2 separate regions of the Anas platyrhynchos genome follow, and region 2 is linked to region 1. A link is a contact called in public Hi-C data. All regions are on one chromosome and are shown on one strand. Each heading gives the region's core, a stretch centred on a gene start, on an enhancer-like site or on the middle of the called end of the contact. The rest is flanking DNA. Distances are from core to core; before and after follow the strand shown. Region 1 holds the start of ADRA1B (adrenoceptor alpha 1B). Region 2 overlaps LOC113844751 (a long non-coding RNA gene).

Region 1 (6,110 bases), core at 3,099-5,598:
CCACTGTGCAGAGTCATTGCATTACTGAGTGAAACAAGGAGCACAAGTTGTAAGGATGTGGATATGATGGTATGATTTAGATTAAAGTTGCAGATATAAGGTGTGAAAAATACAGACTGAGGAAGAAGCCTTCCAGTACAGTGAAGGTAAATATCTAGTCTAGATTCAGAAGCAGAAAAGGTATTGTAGTTTGCAGTCCTGCACTGACAAGCGGGGAGACTGTGATTAGAGTAGCCCAGGGTGCCTATAGAGAGTTTCATAAATCATTGATATGTTTTCAATTCTGCCTGTCACTGAAAGTGATTCTATACTATTGTGGGCTTTTTGTAAGGGTTCTTAATAGCTTCTTGTTTAAGTTTTTGTCTTCAAGATGCACAGCAGAAGATTTCTGGTATGAAAAATACAACACACAGCTGTATTAAGCTCTTTAAAAAGTCCTCCTCCGCTGATCGACCCAGTCCTCCAGTTAAGAATAGCTGAATTATGCATGTCAGGAAAAGGTATTTTCCCCAACTGCATTAGTATGCAATGCTTTAGTCATCCCTAACACCATTAATGAGCTTTGCACTGGTACACAGACACAAGAAGTACAAGGTTCAGGAGAGTTTAGAAAAAGAAATCAGGGACAAGGAACAAAAACAGCCTTATTTCAAGTCAGCAAAACAAAGAGGAGGTACCTACTATTTAAATTCACGTGGATGTAATGTTTGATACTGCGCATACCTTCATTTCCTCCCTTTCATAGAAAAAAGGCTGTCAGTAAAGAGTTGCCCCCCTGAAATGATTTCTAAACAGAGAACAGGAGAGCCAGCAGTTTACACTGCCGTACTGAGATGATGATTTTTTCACTCTTCTAATACTAATTAACAATAGCAACTCTTTCTGAACCACAGCTCAGTGAGGCACCAGGAGTTCCCAGCTCTGGTGTGAGTGTGCTAGGGGTTGCAGACATGCAGGCAATGCCAGGTCAGAGCCCACAGCAGCCCGTTAGCCCTTCAGCCTGCCAGGCACTGCTGCCAGCATGCAGCCTGCTGCAGTGGAGGCTTGCATCCTATCACCTCACTGGAGCCTTGGACACAAGTGAGATGAGAGAGAAAATCAAACTGTGACAAGCAATAACTTCTCCACTCAGGTGTATTAAGCAGTGACCCATTAAACATCCTGGGGAAGTCCAGGACTTTCTCCCTCTAAGGGGAAACTGACTCTTTCAAGAAACTTGTTTCTCATGTTGGTTCTGTCCTGCTGTGAGCAAAATGTTTTTAATGGACTGGTCTGCATCTGTGTTTGCTGAATAGCATCAGGAACAGTACTGGCTTCTGCTAGCTAAGGATAGGTTCTGTTGTATTCATGCTGACTTTTTTTTTTTTTTTTTTTTTTTTTTTCCCCTGAGTTCCCTCAATAATTCAAAATCAAGGAGGAGATGCTAACCTACATGTACTTTATTGGGTAATCATGACCAACTCGATACATACCTGCTGCTGCCACTGGTTGTGCTGCTAGCATATGTGGTGAAAACATGTTTCTATTCATTTAGGTGTGTATTTTTGCAATAGTTGGAAACTTGTTCTCTGTCATAACCTTTCTTTAAGAGGCAGTGCAAGGACTTAAACTTCAGTAGCCAAAGATAACTTTGCTCACAGTTTTCCTTCTGTTTGGAATATGTCACATTCTCAGTATTAGCTTTTTGCAGATCTTGAGTTACTAAGATTTTTCAGCTTTAGATACACTAAGCTAGAGATGATAAAGTTGCTCTGGAGTAGCTTCAGTATTTGTCTTGCAACAGAGATTCTCGTCTAGATGACATTACATACTTACTGAAATCGTAATTCTAAAACACTTGATCAGGACCATGCAGTTGAACTCAGTTTAGGTTTCTACAAGTCTCTAAAAGTATTCACTTACCACTCAATTAGAAATATTTTGGTATGGTAACTAAGTAAACACGAATACAGAGCATTAATAAGGGCTTCATCTCCCTTTTTTTTCCCCCAACTCTTTCCATATTCAGTCTGCCAGATTGTCTGTGTCTCAGAGAAGTGAATTTTTGACAGATATTTTTGAGAGCTAGTAATTCAATATTAACAGGTCTTAAAATGTTCCATTTCAGAGCTGATGCCTGTATTATAGACAATACAAGCAAATTTCCCGAGGACTTGAGAATGCAGAGCACTGTAAAGGCTACACTGAATGCTTTAATAATATTTTGAAGCTGAAGTGAACAGAGTGGTTGCCACAATGCATGTGATAGTCTCCTGAAATGCCTCAACTAAGACCTACTGAAACCAAAGGGAACCTTTCTGCGAGAATCAGTGGGCTTCACAATTTGCTTTTGGAATTTGATCAATAAAGTTTGAACTGAGAACTAGAGCTCTTTCAGCTTCCCAAAGCTCAGGGGAGTTTTGCATCTCATCATTAGGTCAGGCCCATTTTCACCTAAAACACCTAATAACGCCAGAAGACTTTCTGAATTACACTTGGACCATCTAACAGTGAACTAAAACAAGAACATTTCAATGCTGAAACTTTTTGCAAACCTATCCAGAATTTTTGTTAAAGCATCCTGTAAAGATATTTACGAAAGCTAATTCAATCAATTAGAGGGAATTTAATATATAAACTTTGAAGGTATCGTCCCCTGATATGTCATCTGCTGCACTCATGAGGAGGGCTAACAGATGAGCAGGCTTTCTGCAGGCTGCACGTTTTGCAAGGTTTCTGCTTCTTTAAAAAAGCCAACATCAGAATTAAATTACTTTCACTTCCCTCCCTTTCATGTGTTCACTGCAGTTCTCAAAATATGTACTTATCATTCATCTGATTTTTTTTGTGACATTTTTGTAGTAAACAACTAACCTTCTTCCTCCCCCTCCCCACAGTCCCGTGAATACCAACTTACCTAGCGGCAGAACAATGAAGAAGGGTAGCCAGCATAAGATAAACATGCCGACCACAATTCCCAGTGTCTTGGCTGCCTTCTTTTCTCTAGAGAATTTAAAAAGTTTGAAAGCTAAGGAGTTCCTGGGATTGTGACCCTTGGATTTGGTGCTGTTTAATGTATCCTCATGAATGTTCCTGTAATGGATCCGTAAAGTCAGCTCCTTGGAGTTGGACATCTCTTTCATAACCCCAGCTTCCAGGTTTTTAGTAGTCCTTTTGGCCACTATGTAGACCCGGCAGTACATCACAAGAATGACAATTAAGGGAATGTAAAAGGACCCCAAGGAAGAGAACAAAGCGTAGAATGGTTCTTCAGTGATGCGGCACTCCTTATCGTCCTTGGGTGCTGGTTCTTTCCAGCCCAAAAGAGGCCCAATAGAAATTACCATGGAAAGGACCCAGACACCTAGTAGAGCTAGAATTGCTCTTCTTCTTGTTACCAAAGTTGGATACTGGAGAGAATAACGTACTCCTATATATCTGTCTATGGAAATCGCACATAGACTTAAAATAGAAGCTGTACAGCACAGCACATCAACTGCTGCCCAGATATCACAAAATATCCTCCCCAAAATCCAGTAGCCGAGGATTTCCAATGTAGCAGAGAATGGAAGGACAGTAAAACTCAGCAACAAATCTGCTATTGCAAGGTTAATTATGAAATAATTTGTAGGGATTCTTAAATGCCTATTGCAAGCAACAGAGAGAATTACCAAAATATTACCTATAATAGCAAAGAGTATAAAGGCACCTAGGATGAGCCCCACAGTTATCGCCCTACTGATATCCAGGGTGGGTGAATCCAGGTTGCTTGTTGTCTCATTGGAGTTGTTCGCAGAAAGGTTGCCACTATTTAATGCAGAAACTTTCAAATATCCAGGTATTGATGAATTGGATTTCTCATCAAAGTAGGTATTCATCTTTAAAATCATCCTCCATAGCAAGGTATGGTTGGGTCCCATGCACAGCACACAGATGGTTGGGTTTGGTGGAAAGTTACCTCTCTACCCAAGAAGTTACTGAAATGCCCCAGCCAGCTTTGGATTGAGAGCTCATCTCTCCAGCAAAGTGTCAGCTTTGAGCACGTAAAACTTGCCCAACGTGAAGTCCTCTGAAGCCTGTCAGAAATAATAGGCTGTTCAAACTTGCTTAATTTCTCCTCTCAACTCGTTGAAACAGAAATTAGCAGGCAGAAGGCTTGGCTGGAGCTCCAAAGTAGCTGCTTTGATCATGACGTCCCTGAAATAAAAAACAGGTTTACTGTTCTCCCTTGTGCATCCGTGGTCCTGCTGGAAGGATGCCCCTGTCTAGCTGCTGTGACATGCGTCTCCAGGAAGGGTTTGTCAGCACTTAGGCAGCTCTGCATGAGCCGGCTGCCTGCGCTCTCGCTGCCTCTGCTGCTGACATCACCGGGGCCAGCCCCGGCGCAGCGCTAGAGGGCAATGCAGTTCAAGTTAAAACTTCTAGATCCAAGTCTGAAAGCTAAACAGATGGAATATATCCGCCCCAATTAAAGCATTTGCTACATAGAAATCTGGATTGGAAGCTTTTTTTTTTAAAAAAAAAGAAAAGAAAAAAAAAGTTTCATAATCTGAGGAAAATACACTCAGAGGGTTATGGTGAAAAAAACAATTTCAGTATGAAATGATCTAGCACCCTTTGCCTTTCAGTCACTAAATAAATGTCTTTGGGTTTATTTTGTAATCAAAGTGAATCACACGCCATGTTAGAGATGGCATGACTAATCATCTCCCACTTTCTAGGGAGGAACATGTAGGTTCCAAAAATCCCTATTTTATTCCTAGATTCAGTATTTAACAATGACATAGAAAGGTAGTTTGTTTCTAGTGGTAACCTTTCTATTAATGGATGATCAGAACTCAAATCTGTAGTAAGGTCTTTATGTTTGTTCTATATTTGTGTATACCAGCCACATCTGTGGCTTCATCTCCTCTTTTCCAGCTTGATAACTTTTGCAAGCACAGGTAGATTGTGAATCCAAGCCCTGAAAAGAGCTGAGCATCCGTACCCACAGCTAAAGGGAAGGTAGTGAAAAGTGTTCAGGGGTTTTTCAATGTACTCAATAAGCTAATGGGTCTTCTTATATCTTTGCAAGGGCTATGAGATCATGGAGACAGGGCCTGTTGTTAAGCTGTTGTAGCTCTGGAAATACCTACAGAACCCTATAAAGAACATGATCACTAACAAGTGATTTATCTTATAGCACTGGTAGTTTCTCCATTTTGTGTAGCTTTTGGTCACCAGGTAAGGAGAAATATCAGATCTTTATAGCCTGGTACCATGGAAAACAAAAAGTGGAAGGTTAACTGAACACACATCTGCCAATATGCTGTTCTTAACTTTCTGACATCAGATTATATCCTACAGCTGTTGTCTGAAGTGCTCTGGGTTACTGTATATTGAATTTCCTGTTACAAAATGTACTGTGTTTAAAATAAAAAGTTCATTCTTAGTTAGGCAGCTATGGCTGAAAGTTGCAGCTGAGTGCTGGTTTTAAAGGACAAACCATATAAACAAAAGCTCTGGCTGAATTTTATTTGAGGAGTGTGTGGCAGATGTTTTTATAGCCCTTCCCAACAGCAGTGACTATAGCAAAGCACCATCATTCAAAAAATTTTCTTTGAAACATTTACAAGAATGACATGATAACATGTCATGGAGTCACTGAAGGGAAAAGGAACAAACACTCGATTTATGAGCTTAGCCTCGGCTTTCTGTCTCTGCTCTCTCTGAGACAGAGCTTTCACTGCTAATGAATGCAGTTAGCAGCCCTTGATTTGGGACATGTATCATTCGCACTTACCCATTCTCTCTGGACTCCACCTAACCTCTCTCAGTTTTGTTTGTGATTGCTGATTTTGCTGCTCTGCCTTTTCTGTTCAAAGCGTGAATTCCTCAGGCTAGGGCCTGCTCCCTTGGGAAGGTGGGGATGCGGCTGGTGGCACCACTCTCGGGCAGTAGCAGCCTCAGCATCTCCCTGGGGTCACCCAGCCTGCACATTCCTGCTCGTGGTACTTCTACAAACTTGGTTAAAGCTGGTTTCATTCAGTCTGCACAGGTACTAACACTATCTCTGAATACAGATTAGGTGCAGGCCAAGTGTGTAAGCAGTGTGTTTGAAAGGAAGTGTTTTGATTTCTCCAGGCATAGCA
Region 2 (6,296 bases), core at 2,692-5,191, 46 kb after region 1:
AAAAGGTCTGCTAAAGCACACAGTCCTCAAAATGGCTTAAAAAATCAATTTTGGTGGAAAATTTGCAGAAAAAAATATCAATCTAAATATAATGACTTCATAAAATTAAATACCCTGAGGATTTAATATGTGAGTACCAGCTGAGCCTTAGCTACAGCTATGCTCTGGTACTGTTAACAAAAATTGTTGAGGAGAAAATATTGCCATAATTTCTTAATATTTTTATTAAACTAGAACCTAATTTAAAATATATATACAGCTTCTTTGCAAAATTAGATTGCAAATTTGTGTTTTGTAAGGCTGGAAATTTCTCTCCATTAAAATTAGTGCCACTAGGCATTTTGGCTACTGAGGTGGCTTTAGAAATTTCAGATATCTTTTTCTAATAATAAATTTTTACCAATATTTAGCTGAAAAATGCTTACAGTCTTATAACTAACTACAGTAATACAAATAAACAATATTAAGAAGATGCAAAAGAAAACCAGAGAAATAAAATAACACCACTGCTAAGTATTAAACATCTTGATTTCACAGCAAATTAATAACTCTTCCAATTCCTGATGTTTTTATAATGCTAAGTGCTTTTTTTACTCTAAGTCCAGTGTAATGGGTATTTAAATTTTATAGTGTCAATAAAATATTTTAAAATTTGCAATCTCAGCACATTGTCTGGTGCTCAAACACTGATGGATAAGTAGGTTCTTTGCTCCTAAAGCAAGATCATTTACAATTAAAATAAATTGAAGAGCTAAGGCAAAAAGAGAGTTAAATATTTTGGGATCTTTTGGTATGTCTTTTTTTTTTAATTATTTCCACAATGATGTTTTCATACAAATCAGTGGTGGAGCCAGGAACTTGTGCTCCATCCTGCGGAACAGCTGGGGCCATATGCTGCCCTCTGTGCTGGGTAAACCTCACTTTGCTGACCCAGTGGCTCACTGACAGCTTGTGAACACGTAGTACCAAATACTACTTTTAGCTCATTAATCAGTTTCTTTCAACACCTCTTCAGTCAGTTTTGTATCTCTAGAAAACTTAGGCTGCCTGTCAAGCCAATTTCTCCAATGCTTTACTGAAGTGCTTCAAGCATAATTTGGTGATTTATGGAACAGCCCTCTATTTAAAGTTGAGTGAGTGACCAAAATATAAAACAGGAAGCATTGCAGTGATGCAAGCAGTTGACATGGAAACTTGCTCAGGCCAGCAACTATTATTTTCCACCATATCTTTCACAAATCATAAATATCTGGTGTCATGAACAGTAAATACTCAAGTACTGCTCTTAAGAAAGCATACGTCATTTTTCTTTGTCATGGAGAGCTTTCTGAATGTTTGGAGCTCAGTTCTCCAATGGTGGCTGGGAAGGGGTTGTTGAAGTCAGCTTGGTCTTTATGAAGCCCTAAAACTGCTTTGTTGAACGTGTCTTTTGCTGTAGTTACAGCAATTCATAAAACTTGTAAATTGGAGCCTATGGTATGTTTTCTAAGGAAAATCAGAAGTACCAATTTTTATTGGATTTATGACAAGCTAAACAGTGCATGTGGGCTTTGAATTAAAAAGCGACAACAGAAAACAGGTATTGTGAAGACTGTATTTATGCCTCAGTTGTCACTATGCTGCTAAATGTTACAGAGAGTCAGAAATATGGTCTATAATCTGATATTTAGGAACTGCTTGTGCTAAACATGTCTGCGTGCAGGTGGAGACCATCTTATTCACTGGCTGTTTCCAAAGGCCCTGATAAATATGATTTTCCCAGTTCTGTGCTCAAAGCACTGCAAGTGAACTTTCCCACATAATCAAAGTGTTTTACATGTTTCTAACCCACTTCAGAGTGCAGTTTCCTAGTGTTGGCTGTAGTATAAAAGATTCCATGACCTTGAATGGGACACATAATGCCTTCTGTTCACTGGCAGCATGAAGGGGAAGTAGAATGGATTCATGGTTCCTCTGTTTTCGAAACTTTCTCCTTTCCTCCATCCTGCCTGGAGTCACAAACCTGTTTCTCTTAGATCCACTGGGGTCACTAGGCAAGAATAGGTTTGTTTTGTGAAATAGTAATCTCACCTGAACTCAGGGTCTTGATCTAATAGAAATGTTCTGTATTTGACTATTAGGTGCTGGCACAAATTAAATCCCTGTCTAATTCTACCCATTTTCACTTCTTTAATTTCCCAACCCCCCGTATACAAAAGTATCGATCAAAACACCGTCTTTGTGCTGGCCAACTTAGTGCGATTGCCAACATGTAGAGTCCACATTGTGCCACTGTGCCTAAGTTACAAACCAGCAATTCTCCTATTGGGAGCACAGAACAAACACGGGAAAATGATCAACAGAAGGAGAGAAAGAATAAATGAATGTTCATAAAACCTGAGCTTCCTGACAAAGACAGACTGAGAGAATATTCCAGAGCACTGCCCTAAAACAATCGATGAGAGAGAGGGCACATTTTGAAGGCACAAAAGTTGCTGTATGAACACAAGCAGAATTACGCGTATGCTGTCACCTTATTCTGGTTGTACCCTGAACTGTTGGCAAAGTTGCAGGGGAGGGTACTTAAGTTTGACCACTTTCCATGAAAATGCCTTGCATATTGAACGTTATTTGTTGTGTTTTTTATCAATTTGCACAGATCCCAAGGAAGCCTCTGTCACCTCAAATATTTCAGAGATCAGCTCCATTTCTTCTACCTCCTCCAGTCCCCCAGGAGCTCTTTTGTGGGTCACTGTTTGGCATTTTTATTTTTTTTTTTTGGGTGTCACACGGAACATATGCCAGGCATGGGGTAAAAGAAATGGGTGTTTGTCACTGCCGAAGGATACATATCCCAAGCGTCCTTCTGACATTATTATAGATAACTGCATATGTTGCTCATTCAAATGTTGTTTTCAGGATAAACCTGGAAACCAGGGAATGTTAATTCTTCTTAATTTAAACTGAAGCTCACTGAATCACAGTTAGGACAGCCTGTTGAGGGATGCTGCTATTTTTTTTTAAGCTGGTAAAAACAAAATAAACTATCCAATAAACAACTGCATGCTAGGAATTTCAGGATAGCTGATGATGTTTGTATCTTCATTACCCCTGGGATGACATCATTCAATTAAATACAAAGCTGAGCTCATGAAAGGGAGCATAAGGAGTTTTCCATATCATCCTTTATTGTGTGCTCACATCTGGGTCAGCACTAAATTAAAAACAAGATCATCATGTCATGGCTCTTGACAAAGGAAGCCTATTGTGCACATACTATTCTGGTTGTCTAATGGAAAAGGGTTGGAGTAGATGGGTTGTTTTATTCCCCACAGCCCATACAGCTGTCTCAGGACTCCAGTACCATCAGATACTACACCCAAAGGTTTGACTTATTAATATACTCGATATGAATAATGATAGCATCATACTAAAAACAAATTAATACAATCTTGAAAAGCAGTTAACCCTCATGCTTCATGGTATAAATTGTCTTGGGAAGAAGGTGATTGTTCATTTTCAGATTTCTTGCACCTTTCTCTATGTTAACATGAGAGTTTTATCAGCTCACATATTATTAAAAAATGTTTTCAGAACGAAGTATTCTTCCTCACCACTTCTTGGATTGTTCTGTCAGATAGTAGGTTTTATCTTAAAAGAAAAAACTGGAGGCTTACAGTCCATGATTCATGCTCTACAGAGTGACAGAAAACTGAGATGCAACTTGGCTAATGATTCCAGAATGACTTGTGTAACCATTGGCTCAAAGAAAATGTTTTTCCCTTCCTCACTTGCATAATAAATAAAAGATCAAGAAGTGAAGAAATGCAAATAATGTTATTGATGAGAGTAATGAGACCCCGAAACAGCTTCTGGGAGATCTGGTGTTTTCTTCATCTTAAAGGGCTATTAATTAGAGTGATGTCTGTCTATGGTACAGTCTTAAGTTCAGCTGCAGTCTGTTGAGCTCTGTTGAGGAATTACTGGATGAGATATAATGACCTTAACTGGGCTGGGGTTTGAGTGTGTGATCTGAAGAGTCTTTCCTATTTTTAACATTTCTGAAGCAATATGTACCCAAAGGAGGTTTACATATTAACAGAATTACCAGTGGAGATGTTTCTCAACACAGGAGAAGTAACCCTTAAATGGTGGAATAAAGGTAATTGGCAGTGGAAGAGGGAGGCATCGTAATGTTTTTCATTCTAAAGCAGAAAAATCTTACCCTTCTACATCCTCCCACCATTTCTCAAGGTTAAATATTTTCTGTAGCCCTCTAAAATGAAATGTGGCCGCTTCATCACTTTTATCAGTTGCATATAAGCTTATTATTTCTTTCCTAGTAAATATTTGGACACAGGGTCACCAGAAAACTTGACTTTGAAAAAGTTCAGTTAACAGAAGAGATACACAAATATTGCCCTACAGGACAGCCCCCAAGAAAATAACAGGGACAGGGATTTTACATTCTTCCTGGCATATTTGTTCACAGTCTTAATTTAATTAAACCTAATTTGTCTCAGTTATCTCAATCAGATAACTTCCACGTACCTATAACCCCATTTGAAAGTGATTTTCTAATTGATTTTCTAAAATAAATGTACTTAATTTCCACACCATTTACTCCACATCACTGTTGTCTAACCAATTAAAAAATATAACTTGAGTTTAAATAATCTTGCCTCTCATGGTAAGTATTTCTTTTCCTGATCTTCTGAGGGAGGTTTTTTATTTGTCTTGTCTTCATAAATCTTCCCATTCGCTCTTCACATTAACCTTGCTGGTTTTCAGCACAGGGGAGCATAAAATAACAACTCATCTGTTGTACCTGGAGCTGGAAGCACCTGCCAGTGTAGAGATATTGCAGGGATCTATCCCTTTGTTTAGCATTCAAGGACTAAGTAGACTGCATAATATGATATGATTTGTATGCACAAACAGAATAAGCTTTACTTGGATTTTCTTTTGTTAAGCAGTTTGCTAATTTGTGTATTAATATTGCATTAATTAACAGAAGGTTACTGCCCACCAAACCTGTCATTAAGAGTTAAGTTTGCTCCAATAGATGTCTCCTTTTCCCAGGTCTCCTAGCACAGATACATCTGGAACATGCAGCAATCTTTGGAAAGGTTGAATAAAGCTAGAGATGTTCATTGCCAAGGTAAGGCACAGCTGTCAATTCAGCTTCTTACAGATGCTGCCAAGGTGTCCCAGCACTTGAGCTTCTCCCTGTCTATACTTCCACTATGGCAGTGCTCCACTCTTTGAAAAGCCTTGTATTTTCTCTGTTATTGAGCTGTGCACACACATGCAGCTCCATATAACTGGCATTTAAATTAGAACTGTTTGCTCTGGGAGGAAGGGGAATCTCCATCCTCCGAGACATTCACACCTTGAAGAGGCGTAGCCCAGGGCAACACGTTCTGACTATGAAGCCAGATCTAATGGTTCCTGCAACAAGGGTGGGGCAGGGTGGTGGGGGTGGCGAGGCTGAACCGGAGTTATACAGAGCAGCAATTCTCTAGCAGTGACACTCCTGTGTTTGTTCTGGGCAGATGGATCTCACTGTTACGAAATGAACCACCATTGTTTGAAAAAAAAATGTATTTTCTTCTGGGTAGTCTTCTCTTTGAAACGCCTTATTTGTGTTCTGCAAGAAAGGCCTTTCCCAGCTTTTAGGGAGCCTGGATTCACTGCAAGCAATTCCATTTACTATTTTTTAGAAAGTATATTGTTGGCAGGAGATCCACAATAGCTTGTATTTACTAAATATCTGATGAACTCTGTATCTGAATGCCAAAGAGTTTTTCCCCCTCTTTCCAACTTTTCACTTTCTGTGTTATTAGTTATTAGTAGACATAACATGTTTACAGATGCTGTCTTCTAGGAAATGTGCAACAACAAACAGCCCCCTGCTCTCCCCTGCCCTTGTCCTCAGATGCCTTAGTTCATATTAGAAATAGTTCCTTTTCCCTGAAGCACATACGTTTTCCATCCACCATTACAGCCAATGAACAAATTTCCCCCTCCCACTCTCAGAGTGGTTTTGAGTATTCGCATTAAACAGTTATAAAATGTTTTGGATAAAAGCAAAATATGTTCTGCTTTTCTTTAGATGCTTCAAGTGTTTCTGCAGAAATTATGGATTAATCTGCATGCAGAGAAAGGCCAAAAATAATTTTAAAATTATTAACATTTTAATAAATTTAAATAATTTAAATAATTTTAAAATTATTTAAATCATTTTTATGTTGGAATTAGTTGTGTGTGTGTGCATGTGCATTTAATATAGAATATTATATTAAACAAACAGAGGC

The links. Hi-C and Micro-C count contacts between places; a contact is called where the count stands out from the background.
Region 2: a Hi-C map of skeletal muscle shows a contact between it and region 1, with 3 times the contacts expected there. The contact joins the enhancer-like site here to the promoter of ADRA1B in region 1. A contact is called at or near these places in 2 of 8 Hi-C or Micro-C datasets (liver and skeletal muscle).

Annotation. Positions count from the first base shown.
Region 1 is chr14:19,899,590-19,905,699 of IASCAAS_PekinDuck_T2T, forward strand. ADRA1B (adrenoceptor alpha 1B) reads right to left here and starts at 4,349. Exons shown (of 2, transcript XM_005009311.6): 1 at 2,897-4,349. The coding sequence starts at 3,899.
Region 2 is chr14:19,946,225-19,952,520 of IASCAAS_PekinDuck_T2T, forward strand. It overlaps LOC113844751 (a long non-coding RNA gene), which reads left to right. Exons shown (of 5, transcript XR_005269414.2): 2 at 5,062-5,140. Among named protein-coding and RNA genes, the nearest start is that of ADRA1B, 45 kb to the left of the region's middle. Within about 2 kb of position 3,942, at least 1 of the 8 cell types and tissues checked has an H3K27ac peak or open chromatin away from gene starts, as enhancers often do.